Regions from separate parts of the Mus musculus genome. Here region 2 is linked to region 1. The links are chromatin contacts, called in public Hi-C maps. All regions are on one chromosome and are shown on one strand. Each heading gives the region's core, a stretch centred on a gene start, on an enhancer-like site or on the middle of the called end of the contact. The rest is flanking DNA. Distances are from core to core; before and after follow the strand shown.

What was found. Hi-C and Micro-C count contacts between places; a contact is called where the count stands out from the background.
Region 2: a contact with region 1 is called in a Hi-C map of liver, with 2.2 times the contacts expected there. The contact joins two enhancer-like sites. A contact is called at or near these places in 1 of 484 Hi-C or Micro-C datasets (liver), 1 of 115 datasets of contacts at active chromatin or transcription factors (double positive thymocytes) and 3 of 9 other capture datasets (adipose tissue, liver and pancreatic islet).

What each region holds. Positions count from the first base shown.
Region 1 is chr6:108,139,449-108,142,569 of GRCm38.p6, forward strand. The region is part of intron 7 of Sumf1 (sulfatase modifying factor 1); the gene reads right to left. It also overlaps the pseudogene Rpl36-ps12. Among named protein-coding and RNA genes, the nearest start is that of Sumf1, 45 kb to the right of the region's middle. Within about 2 kb of position 1,518, at least 8 of the 459 cell types and tissues checked have an H3K27ac peak or open chromatin away from gene starts, as enhancers often do. A contact at or near this core is called in liver, where this site is marked.
Region 2 is chr6:108,276,259-108,279,442 of GRCm38.p6, forward strand. All of the region lies in intron 4 of Itpr1 (inositol 1,4,5-trisphosphate receptor 1), which reads left to right. Among named protein-coding and RNA genes, the nearest start is that of Itpr1, 65 kb to the left of the region's middle. Within about 2 kb of position 1,528, at least 25 of the 459 cell types and tissues checked have an H3K27ac peak or open chromatin away from gene starts, as enhancers often do. A contact at or near this core is called in liver, where this site is marked.

The DNA of each region.
Region 1 (3,121 bases), core at 268-2,767:
CATTATCTCAGCCGACAGGAGCAGGTAGCATTCTAACTAGACAGGCAAACCACAACAAGAAGAAAACAATACTTTGAGACAGAGGAATGGAAAGGGTCTCCTCACAGTAAGATGCCTGATCTGCCAGCGATCTCATCAGGTGTGCACACCTATTTCCAACTCACACAGAGAGAGGCTCAGGTGCACTCGAGTTAATATGCATTCCATTGTTGCCGAGTTAGAAAAACACAAATCACTCTGGATAGTTCCAAGACTAGAACTCTCGCTGGGAGCACGGCAGGAGGACAGATAGCTGTCTGACCCAGACCAGACATGATATACACTCCTAAAATTGCAGCAGAGGCTGAAGGATTTCTGTTTAAGGCCAGTCTGAGCTACAGAATAAGATCCTGTCCCATGTTGCAGAACAAACAAGCAAACAAGCAGCCTGTTTAGATACAACTGTGTTTCTCTTAGAACCAGAAGGATACTATAAATCATACTATCCCATCACATCACCAGCGACATAGCATCATGGTAGCCATAGTGATGCAGCAAGCATAGGAAATCAGAACATTAAATAATCGCTTACCTTTTCTTAGGTCTACATTTTTTTTTGAATGCACTATATAATGGCACAGATGATATGGGGCCCAGATGTAAGCAAATGAGAAAGAAAAAATACAAATAAATTTTTTTTTTTTTGTAGGAACCATCTTTTATTGGGGGAGGGTTCATCAATCCTTCTTGGCCGCTGCCTTCCTCATGGCTGCCAGCACGTTGCTCAGCTCCTCCCGCTTTCTCTTGGCGCGGATGTGCGTGCCCACCCTCTTCTTGATGAACTTGAGTGCGCGCTTGTCCTTGGACACTTTGAGCAACTCCATGGCTCGCCGCTCGTAGGGTGCGAAGTCGCACACCTCCCGGATCATGTCCCGCACGAACTTGGTGTGTTTGGTGAGGCGCCCGCGTCGCCGGCTGTGTCTCGGCTTACTGACGTTTTTCGTCACCTTGTGGCCCTTGTTGAGGCCTACGGCCATGGGGTAGCGCAGAGCCATGGCTGATGCTCTCCGATGGCGGCCGGGCAACAAATAAATTTTTTAACTTGAATATTTTATGTAGTTAAGATATATCAAAGTGGGCTGGCGAGATAGCTCAGTGGTTAAGTGCGCCGACTGCTTTTCCAAAGATCCTGAGTTCAAATCCCAGCAACTACATGGTGGCTCACCACTATCAGTAACGAAATCTGATGCCCTCTTCTGGAGTGTCTGAAGACAGCTACAGTGTACTTACACATAACAAATAAATAAATCTTTATTTAAAAAAAAAAAAAAAAGATACATCAAAGCAAATGTCCACACTTTGGGTTGTCTTTATGGGTGCTCTATGGACTGAGAGATGGGCAGATGCACACACAAAAAAAGCAAACTGAACTGATCCTCATGGCACGTGGCCAAATATCTCATTTACTCTTAGAACTTTGTGTACAAAGTATGCCAGGCTGTTTCTACAGACTGCTTTGCCATAGATGACAGCTCAATAAAATAAAAACTAATGATTAACTTTTGCTCTGTAGAAGCCACTGAATAAGAAAAAGATATGTCCTGAATAACCTGTGCATGAGGAAAGTTGACTTTTCCCCCAGCTCTCCAATGCAGTTTTTAAAACTATTTGCTATAAGCCAGTTCTGGGGCTAGCATGAGCACGGGGCACTAAAGAGGTCAGGTTCTGAGATAAAATGTTTACATAGGCACTCGGGGTCAAAACTCTCCATGAAGATGTCTATTTCTAACTTTGCTTTTGACCCACCTGGAATTTGGACAGCGACTTGAGTGTTCCAGGTCTAAATGTCTGGAACTGGCATTACTGTGAAATTAATGGTTATACTCCAGGTTCTGTGCCAAGCACTAATGATACATAAGCCATTAGGGAAGAAAGGCAAACAAGTTAGGCCCTCACAGAAAAATAGGAATTGGTCAAGTCAGGTGAGCCTCCACAGCTGTAAGAATCACAGAGCCCAAATCCCAGGAAAATCCCCTAGGGATCTGCTGATTCAAATGGCAGCAGATGCTGAATACCTTTCAACCCATTCACAGCCTAAGAAAACAAAATTTGGAGTTCAGAGCCCTCCAAGGAGTCTCCATGGTGAATCCATCCCCTAGTCTCTCAGTTGGTACCCTGAAGAGTCAAGGAGAACTGGCAATGGGCTTGAGAGGGACGAAAGCTCAGCTTCATACACTTCAGATCCTAACTGGTTAGGCTGATGTGACACAAAGACAAAGGTAAAGACTCTAGAGAAAGACTGCACCAGCTAGAACTCAAAACCTCACCTCGGTTTCCCACAAGATATGTCTGGAATTCAGCCAGAAATAACTATGTCCATATGAAAACAAGACATGGCCGAACATCAAGAACAAGAGATAGCCAGATGTTTCTTACCCTGTGTCCAGACTGCAAACTGCCGACTGTGGGGCAGAGAGACAGGTCACCAGTTATGCTCTACCCTCGTCCAGAGCGCAGGGGCTTGAGTCCCAGCACTCACATAACTTTCAGCAGTCTCTACCTCCAGTTCCAGGTGATCTGATGCCCCCTTCTGACCTCCATGTGCACAACTCACACACTTGGTGCACATACATACATGCAGGTACAGTACTTGCACATACAGAATAAGAGTAAAAAATACTTTAAATGACTGAAAACCACAGTAAAAGAGCAGTAAACACTAACCAGGGCAGTGAAGTGTCAAACACTGACAACACCAAGTGCTGATAAAAACAACTCTTGCTCTTTTATCCTCTTTCTTTGATTAAAAAGAGAGAAAAACAGCTACAGAGGTTCCAATTATCTTATTTCTTTCTGTATTTCTCTGGGCTCATGTAACATTTCATAGTTAAAGGTTTTAAAAGGAACTGAAAGTTGTGTCTGAAGAAGAGATCAGCAAAGACCAAACCATTTTTTGGCTTTCAGAGTCATATTTATTTCTTTATTTTGCAGACAGTAAGAAGCCATTCAGAGACACGTATACTGGGTCAGCCTGGGCTATATAGTGAGCTCTAAGACAGACTGAGCTGTGCAATAATATCTGAGGGGGAGGGGGAGGAGGAGGGGGAGGGAGAGGGAGTATGCATGAATCTGAGTGGAAAAG
Region 2 (3,184 bases), core at 278-2,777, 140 kb after region 1:
ATCACCTTATTTAGCCAACAGAGCAATCTTATTACAGTGAGCATGTCCTAGCTTAAAAGTTTGACGAGTGTGTGAAACCTGTTCAGCCTCATAGTCAGCAATGGATTCTATTCTTGGTAGGAACAGAGGTCCACTGAGCCCAGGGTTTCTCTGTGACTGTGGAAGTGGGATGTATCCCCCTTTGTTTGCTGTTGTATGCATGTCTGTGGGGGTGTTGGCTGGTATGTGTTTATGTGTTTGCATGTATGTGTGTGTGTGTGTGTGTGTGTACATGGGTGTTACTTTAACTATATGTGCACTCCTGCATGTGGAAGCCTGAGACTAATACCAGGCATCTTCCTCCATCACTAATTTATTCATTGAGGCAGGGTTTCTCGGTTGAACTTAAAGTCTGAAAATACAGCTAATCTAGCTAACCAACTGGCCCTGGGGATCCCTTTTCTTCCTCTGAGCCCTGAATTTCAGGTGGGTTGTTATGCCCACCTGGCAATCGTAAGTAAGTGGTCATGTAAGTGTGGTCTTTGCTTTCCTCACATTTGCGTCCTCCGGCTTTAGGGTGTTCTTCATACTGAGATAAATGGGCACCATGTTTGCCACATTCCAGGTGCTCTAAGGTTTGGGAAGAAGAATGTTGCCCACTTACAGGTCTGGTCACTGCATCTCTTTTAAGATGAGTCTGGTGTCATAAGCATTAACTCTATTGATAAATTTGGTGAGGCTTGGATCAATGAATAATTCTCGTGTCAGCTGAATGCAGGCAGTGTTTTGGAGCTGATCTACAGTGATGCAATCAGTGGGAGATTGGGGGAGGGGCAGGGGAAGAGGAGGAGGTGGTGAGAACAGGATGCTGATTAAACAGTAAGTTCTTGTGTTCCTGTTTGTGGCTTGCTGACTTGGATTGCCTGTGTTTATGAATGATAGGATAAACATGTTTCTGATGACAATCCAGAGAGGGAGCAAAAATGGCAGCAAAACAAGGAACTGTTGCTCATGCATCAACTGGTAAGCAGCGCTCCTCGGTAGCAGCGCATGGCAGTCTTGTGGGCGTTGGGAAGGAGGGAAGGAAGAGTCTGTTACTGAGAGCACGGTCCGGGATGGAGCTGTACCCACGCAAAGTATACCCACCATCTGGCCTGGGCTGTGCTTCCGAAACAATGGCCCACGGCTTATAGAGTCTGATAAATCCTGAGCCGAATGGCAGCATCGAGTTTTTAGTGTATTTAGTTATAGAATGCACTGGTCCTGTTAGGGAGAATGGTGGCAGTTACAGGAATTGCTGAATCCTAGTATCCCTAAGATGTGTGAGCCACCTTAAGCAGGTCTAAGTTAGGGGACTTAGCCAAGACAGACAGCTAGTTAGTATGGAGACAGGACTACGGCCTTTGAGAGACATCTGATGATCATGCTTAGCAGTTTGCTGTCTACCTTTCTCAAAGATCTCCTGCCCATCTGAAGGCTGATAGGAATCAGCCTAAGAGCACAGTTTTAGGAGTTTTCTTGCCCCGTAATGACTCTTCTGGACCTTGCTCTTGACACGACAGTACTTCTCGGCCTTCCCCGTCTCTCTTGGAGTTGGTATCTGTATCTACACGTTTACTACCTAGCTCTTTTTAAGTGTTGCAGATTATTCGTTTTATAGTATAATTATGCCAGAGTGGAATTGTCTACACTCGGTGGTATATATACATTTAAGTTATTCATTTATTACTGTTAGGAGTAGTATTACTAAGTTACTAAGCAAAAAATTGTACAGCTCTTCTCTTCATGTGCTTTGCTTTTCTAAAGGCTGGATAAATATTAACTTTTTTTTTTTAATTGCATCATGATCTTTGTTGGTCTTACAGGAAAATAAGTTGAGTCAGGGAAGAAGTTAACGAATTACCTAATGTCCCATAAGCATGCTGTTAGGATTTCAAGCCAGGCTGATTTCAGCACTGTCACTGTGCCCTGAGCATTGTGCTGCATTTGAGCAGTCACAGCCTTCCCCTAGCTCTTTGTTCACTCGTCCAAGTGCTGATATGCCGGGTGAGTGGCACAGCCATGGAGTTACCAAAGCTTTGTTTTCCTAATACAGTTTTAAAAAAAATGAACTCTGTTTTGTCAATTCGAGTTCTTAGGAAAAGAGTTGAGAGAAATTTACAGTGTTTTCTCATTGACTCCGTGCCCCACAACACCTATGCAGTTTCCTGTTGTGCTGACACCATCTACCAGAGTGGCGGACCATTAGGATAGATGAATGACATCATTGTTACTCGAAGCTCATAGTGTGAGTATTTCACCCTGGACACGATGTATAGTAAGTGGTGTTGGGCATATTTGTGATAGTGTGTCCACTATTGCAGCATCTCACAGAAGAGTTGAACTGTTGTGACAGCCCCTCTGCTCTTGCTGTCTAGCCTCCCAAGTCCCTGACTCTTGGAAACCATCAGTCTTTGAACTGTTTCTATGTTGTTATTTCCCACCAGGAAGAGACATGTAGTTAGGATAACAATGCTTCTTCCACATTGACTTTTTTTCAGTTACTAATACACTTTTTAATTTCCTCTTTATCTCTTCCTGGCTTGATAGGTCATTTCCGTTTTAGCACTGAGTAATACTTTGGAGAGACCCAAATCTCTATCCTTATCTCTATCACTCTCTGAAGACATACAGGATGCATTCAAGTTTTGCCAGTTGTAAATAAAGCTGCTATAGACACCCATAAGCAGGTTTTGTGTGGAGATGTTTTCAGCACCTTTGGGTAAACACTTAGAAACATCAAGATGGCTTCTGTTGAAAATCGTCTTCAACGGTGTACTCCTTACTTAGTGCATCCAGCCTCTTGTCAGATAGAAACCATCAATAATTTAGTAAAGTGTTTGGTTCCAGTTTACTCATTTAGTGAGTGGCAGTTAGTGACTTGAACCCAGAGCCTCAACTTTGAAATCACCCTTCAGTTTCTTTTTGACTGTGTTCAGTTCCTTCTCATTGGGATGAACTATGTTAGCAGGTGGTTTGATGAGACCTGCAAATAGTGAAGTGTTTATTTCCAGCTGAAAGAAGAGTGTGTGTGTGTTTTGTTTATGTATGTGTGTGGAGGCTGAAAACTGAAGTTATCGTCTTCGAATTTGCTTTTTTTCTTCACATTAATTTGACTTATGGTGTCCTTTTCTCCTCTACCAGAGGAGCCGTACAGGACTGTGAC